2 separate regions of the Mus musculus genome follow, and region 1 is linked to region 2. Evidence: chromatin contacts called from public Hi-C data. All regions are on one chromosome and are shown on one strand. The core of a region is the stretch at or near the end of the contact, and the rest is flanking DNA. Distances in the headings are between cores, read along the strand shown.

Region 1 (3,278 bases), core at 130-2,629, 80 kb after region 2:
AATCATGACAAGAACCTGATTTTAGCAAGGTTTTTGAATGAAAGACCTAAGATAAGATAAAGTGGAAACATCAAAGCAAGCACCCACAGTCCCTTCCTTAAACTACTTGGTTAATTATGATGGATTCAAATTAAGCTACCAAAAATCAATAAATGTGATCTCCAATTTAATATCTGGCTTATTTTAAAATTCATTCCTAGGATTATTTGAAACTAAAATCTTTGATAAAATAAATTACAAGATAAAACTGTATTCTTAAAAGATTACACATCTACAAAAGGGTATCAGTAAATTTTATAGGTGATGGAAATGTTAATTGTGATACTAATTACATAATTATATGCATTTATCCAAATCAACAGATTGATATAGCTAAAAACCTGTGAATTTTACTGTAAAAGATACCTCAGTAAGTATGCCATTAAAAAAAAAGGATCACAGTCACTTACTACTCAGCTAATGATAACTAGTCACAAGTTATTCAATAGTATTACATTAAAAACAAATCATATGCTAATGCTATTACTATCCATTTATAGTATTCTATTTATAAGCAATCCCCACAAAACATGCAATTTCTTAATAAATATGCAGTTTTACAACTTTTACTTGGATGGAACTCTAAATATTTCCTGTTGAATCTAAGAAAGAAGTCTTCTTGGAAGCCCCGACAAATGACACAGGCAACTGTCATTACTCTTGGTTGTTCAACAAAACTAGATGTTAAGAACCTACTGCCAAAGACCTTTGGTTGTAGGACACAGAAAAATCAATGAACTGACCTGAAAACTTCCTCCCTGATGACTAACTTTCATGGTACCAAAATGTGCTCTGGAGACTGCTGGGAGAGACAAAACATCAAATGGTACTTCTGTGACCAACTGCATCTTACAAAACCAGGTAAGATGTACCCACTGGTGCAATAGTTGCACAAAGGTTATGGGTAGATTTGACATCTCTCCATAGAAAGAAATTTAGACTGACACTACAAATCTGCCCAGAAGCACATGGCTCAGGAGGTTACAGGCCCTAGGAGGAAGACTACTACTGTTGTTTTGTTAAGTGGCGTGTTGTCAAGCTGCACTAGAAACATTTGTGTTTATACCCATAGATTAACCTTGCCCTCAACCTTGGCCAGAGGAGCGTCTCTCTGCAGTGGTTAACAGTTAATACAGAAACTCGTAACTAATCAAAGTGCTGAGAATAAGTGTTCAGACCTAAATGGGACATTTATATCAACAAACCCCCATTCCCAAAGAATCAAGGCACAACAAGGAAGAGGGGCAGATGCTTGTAAGAGCAAGAATGGAGAAGTGCTATGAAGTGCAGTCTTCTGATCGTGACAAGCTATCACACTCATGCTCTTACGGCAGCTATGTTATCTGCACAAGATCAAGTCCATAGGTCAGACAACAGTCCAACAACAGTCCAACAGCAGCACTAACTGAACTCAAGTGGATTTTAAAAACAAAAGAGAGGGCATGAACCCACTGGGGGTTACTCAGGGAAGTAGAAGGAAAAAGTTGGGGGATTACTGAATGAATGGAAAGGGAGAGTTGGGTTGTATATAATCAAGATACATTGTTTACATACATGAACTTGTCAAATAAAAAATAAAAGCCTATTAAGGGGCCAGAGATATGACTCAGTAGTTAAAAGGATTGGCTGCTCTTCCAGAGGTTAGAGTCCCAGCACGTACATGGCACCAAACATACAAGTAATGCACATACATCCATGCAAGCAAAACACACATATGCAGAAAATAAAGCTTTAAGTTTTTGTTTTGCTTTATTTTGTTTTGTTTTGTTTTTTAGTTTACTTTACTTTGTTTTGTTTTGAGATGAGATTTCTGTGTAACCCTGGCTGTCTTGGAACTCACTCTATAGACCAAGTTGGCCTCAAACTTAGACAGCCTCCTGCCTCCTGCCTCCTGCCTCCTGCCTCCTGCCTCCTGCCTCTGCATCCCAAGTGCTGAGATTAAAGGTGTAAGCCATTGTATATTTTTAAAATGTACTGTATTTAAAAAAAAAATGATCAGTTCAGTGTCTAACCTGAAGTCTGAAATCTACATCCTAACATAATTTTAAGAGTATTTAAAATCTAAATCATTTTCTCAAGTCAGCTCTCCTTTCCAATATCCCTTTTCTTTTGCCATCCTCTATATTTCAAGGTTGATTTATAATCCTTCTTCCCCCAAGCTACCTTGTTCTACCTATCCCGAGAAATCACTCTTCTTTAAAGGTTCCATGCTAATTGTTAACTCCTGTATAGACAATCCTACATATTAGTACCTGACTAATTATATCTCTTTTATTGATCACAAACACTTTGCTTAAAAATATTTGCCTAATTTTATTAGAAATAGAATAAAGTGTAAATTTCTATGACTAGTTTTCAAATTTTCCATAATCAAATCTAATCTTGTAATCTAAATAAGTCAAGTGAGCTGATTTTAAAAAGATAAAGAGGGATCTAGATACTGGAAGTAAGGATAAGAAGTTAAAACACTAAAAGCTTTAACGCTTAAACAGAAGTATAAGGACTATTCTGAAGTAAAGGACAAACCAATTGGTACAGGAGAAGAATTATTCTGAGCTTGAAGTATACATAAAGTGGTGGTGGGTCAAAATTCTAGATAAAGGCACAGAAAGCCATAGCCATTAAAAATAATCTAGGAGTAGAATGATAGGAAACAAAGCAACTAATCCATCCCCAGTTACTACTGATGGATACAAGCATCTCGCAATGACCAATCAGTGCACATCTCCACTAAGAGAGGATGCTTAGTGAGTGAGCATAGATAGAAATGATCATGAACACAACCACAAAGTTTCGTTCATTTCAATCAATCTGTAGAACAATAACATAGAAAGCTTTTAAAAAATCTAAAATGTCTTTAAATTTTAATAATATCAGGAAGACTGAATTATACTCATTTATTTTGGTTATTAGCATTACTAATATTACCAAAAAGAGTACTGGTGAAACACTTAGAAGAAAGCAAATAAAAACATTATAGGGAGTTAGAGATGCAGCTTACCTACTATGCATATGGCCCGGAGTACTACTCCTACCTAGCACATAAAAAATATAAAATTGAAAATTGTTCCCATTCATGAAAAATGTAAATACTGGCCTCAAATCTTTCTCTAATGGTCTAGAACAACAAAATATGCAATAATGTAATCTCACGAAGAAAATCATATACCAACTGGGCAGTGGTGGCGCAGGCCTTTAATCCCAGCACTTGGGAGGCAGAGGCAGGCGGGTTTCTGAGT
Region 2 (3,163 bases), core at 317-2,816:
AGATAACTATAAAATGCTTAAAATCTAGGTTAGATTTTAAGTTATATAAGTAATGTCTTTTAGGTTAGAGATAATTAAAAGATAAAGCCACAATAAAGTTCAAAATCATGAATTATCTTGCATGATGGATTTCTTAAGGGAAAATGAAGTTAACCCAATCTTATTCTAAGGGCCTTTGATGTTTTTAAAAACCAGTTAGCACAGAAAAGGCTAAACTTAAAGAGTAATGCCCATAATTATCAGAACTGGAATCACACTAGGTTTTACCATCAACTCCTACTGGTATGGGCAGTCACAAAGAAAAGGATGAGAGACAACTGCAATCCAAAATGCATTTTAAACAAAATGTGCAACTAGACACTGAATGTAGCATTCGTGTTTAGCATCACTAAAACTGAAAATCATATCTGCAAACATTTTTAGAAACTCTAAGTTTTGTTCTTATTTTATTTGTATGAGTGTTTTGTCTGCATGTATGTATTTATGTGCATCACATGTGTCCTGGAGTTGGAAGAGGCAAAAAGAGGGTCTCAGATCTCCTGGAACTAGAGTTATGGATGGTTGTGAGCCACCATGTAGGTGTTGGGAACCAAACCAGGGTACTCTGCAAAGGCAGTAAGTGCTTTTAACTGATGAGACAAATCTCCAGTCCCTCCATCATTGCTTCTTGACAATCAAGACAATATACTGTAAGCACCAGTCAATTAGACATAATGAAAATTTAATAAAACTGAGTTGACATTATTTAAGATTAACAACTGATAATAAAATATTCTAAATAAACCATTCACCATGGACGTCCCTGTCTCCAGAAACTAATAGAACTTTCTAAAGAATAAAGCGATTGTTTCTTCTATGTAATTTCAAAGAATTTAAAAAAATCTTAAATAGGTAGTTTACTAATGATTATCAGAAGGCCAACAAATATATTAATTCCCAAGGACACTGTTGTCCTACAGAGATGGCTCAGCAGTTAAGAGCACTTGTTGCTCTTGCAAATCACCCACATGGTGGCACACAGCTGCCTGCAATTCCAGTTCCTGACCCTAAGCCCTCTTATGACTTCTATAGGTACTGTATGATCCTGGTGTATAATATATAATGCAGGCACATCTATATATGATCTCTGTCTCTGTCTCTCTCTCTCCTCCCCTCTCCTCCTTCTCCTCCCCCTCTCCCTTCCCCTCCTACCCACCTCCCCCCAGGTTAATTCACAGAACCTTGACATCTCAAGGGCATGAAAAAAAAATCTCCCTGAGGCTAATGTAAACGTTATTAAACAAATACAAACAAAAGATTCTTTATAATGTGAACATTCTTACCTAGCCAGCCTATGCTTTAAAATTTTTTGCTCTTTGAATTCTATTCTTTGGTTTTTATATGAACAGTGAAACTGGTTTATAAAGTTTAAAAATATATACATCAGACAAATAGTTTGGCTAGATGAATGTCTGTAATTGGTATTTTAATTGTATAAAAATATCCAGGCGGTCAAGTTTGAATATACAACTCCTTAGTCAGGAATTCACAGCTACAAACCCATAGTTACTGAATATACGCAAACTCTGAATCACCACCAGTTCTCATTGAGAAATCAGTGAATAAAGCAACTGGCTATTATTTGGATTAACCCTGAGTCCTGTTGGCGTGGGTTCAGCATGCAAACAACTGTAAATCAATCTACCCACACTTCATCATCTTTTTGACAAGGACAGTAAGGAGAATTTGTCAACTGCTTGCTAAAGTCAAGATACAACATGTCTTTACTATTCTCTAATCTAGAAGCAATTATAAAACAGGGGGTAGGGGGAGAGTAAAAATGAGGTCAGTTTGGCATGTCTTGTTTCTTAGAAATCCATATTGGCTCTGGGTGATAAGCTATTCTTTTCTAAATACTTGGAATTTGTTTTTAAATAATCTCTTCAACTTTTGTGAGTTTAGATTATAGTAGGGCAATAGACTTGTGTGTTCACAGTCTACGGAGCACTTCTCTCCAGTCTCCCAGTTCTTCTTACATTCTCCTCCATGAAGTGTGTGTTGGGAGCAGGGGGATTAAAATAATTCTGAGGTCACGTCTGAGACTCTTCAACTCCAGAAGCCAATCCATTTAAGTCTTTTTAATAGTTCAAACTGAGCCCCAATCCGCTATGAAGTAAAGGCCTATTTTGAACTCCCAATCCTTTTGCTTCTGAGTGCTAAGATTACAGGTATGTACCACCATGCCTGGTTTATTCAGTGCTGTGGAAGGAATGGAACCCAGACAAGCACTCTACCAATTACACTACTTCCCCATTCCTCCTTAAAGTTTTGAAAATATAAATTTATTTAAAGTAAATTATGCTCTTTTTAAACAGATTTATGTATGTTCACCTTTATATATGGACCTGTGTGAGTCTACATGCACCACATGGGTGCCAGGCGCCCTGACCTTAGATTAAATTCCCTCAAACTCGTTACCTCTAAACTGTGAGCTACCTCTAAACTAAATCTTATTCTTATCCAATCCCACCACATAGCAGATGTTTAGCATAATGTCCAGCTTTCCTGTTTTATATTATTTTTAGCTTATACTGTTGAAAAAGTAACTTGTTCCTTCAAAGTTTTCTTAAATTATTACTTTGTTTAGTTTTTTTTTTTAAATTTTTTATTTGATACACAATCTCTCTACACAGACTTCGCTGTCCTGAAACTCGCTATGTACATGAGGCCGGCCTTGAACTCCTTGAACTCACAGAGATTCACCTGCTTCTGCCTCCCAAGTGCTAGGATCAAAAGCACGTGCCATTATGCCTCTGGCTTCCTTCAAGATTATAACAGAAGTAAAATAAGAATGATACAAGGTGGCTCAGTGGAAAAGAACTTGCCAGTAGGATCCAGGCTCTGAGTTTAATAATCCCCGACTTCAAAAGTTGTTGGGTTTTTCTGCAAGGGAGGGGGGGAGATGGCCTATCTACTCACTCATGTTGTTCTTGAAACATCTCTGTTCCTTTTGAGATTTGGTCTTGAGGAAAATGCTTATACTGTTATGCTCACAGCTACATGTATATTATATATTGGAAACAGAATCTTATTAAATAATCCAGACTCTCTAAACTCCTGACTTTCCCAGATTGGCCTCCCTAATACTAAGATTACAGGCGTGCATCATCAAAAGCAGACCGAC

The links. A called contact is a pair of places that touch in the nucleus more often than the background predicts.
Region 1: a Hi-C map of liver shows a contact between it and region 2, with 2.2 times the contacts expected there. The contact joins two enhancer-like sites. A contact is called at or near these places in 1 of 15 datasets of contacts at CTCF or cohesin (the NIH/3T3 cell line) and 3 of 484 Hi-C or Micro-C datasets (large pre-B cells, liver and uterus).

Annotation. Positions count from the first base shown.
Region 1 is chr3:104,188,637-104,191,914 of GRCm38.p6, forward strand. The region is part of intron 1 of Magi3 (membrane associated guanylate kinase, WW and PDZ domain containing 3); the gene reads right to left. Among named protein-coding and RNA genes, the nearest start is that of Magi3, 30 kb to the right of the region's middle. Within about 2 kb of position 1,380, at least 8 of the 459 cell types and tissues checked have an H3K27ac peak or open chromatin away from gene starts, as enhancers often do. A contact at or near this core is called in liver, where this site is marked.
Region 2 is chr3:104,108,040-104,111,202 of GRCm38.p6, forward strand. The region is part of intron 1 of Magi3 (membrane associated guanylate kinase, WW and PDZ domain containing 3); the gene reads right to left. Among named protein-coding and RNA genes, the nearest start is that of Magi3, 110 kb to the right of the region's middle. Within about 2 kb of position 1,567, at least 10 of the 459 cell types and tissues checked have an H3K27ac peak or open chromatin away from gene starts, as enhancers often do. A contact at or near this core is called in liver, where this site is marked.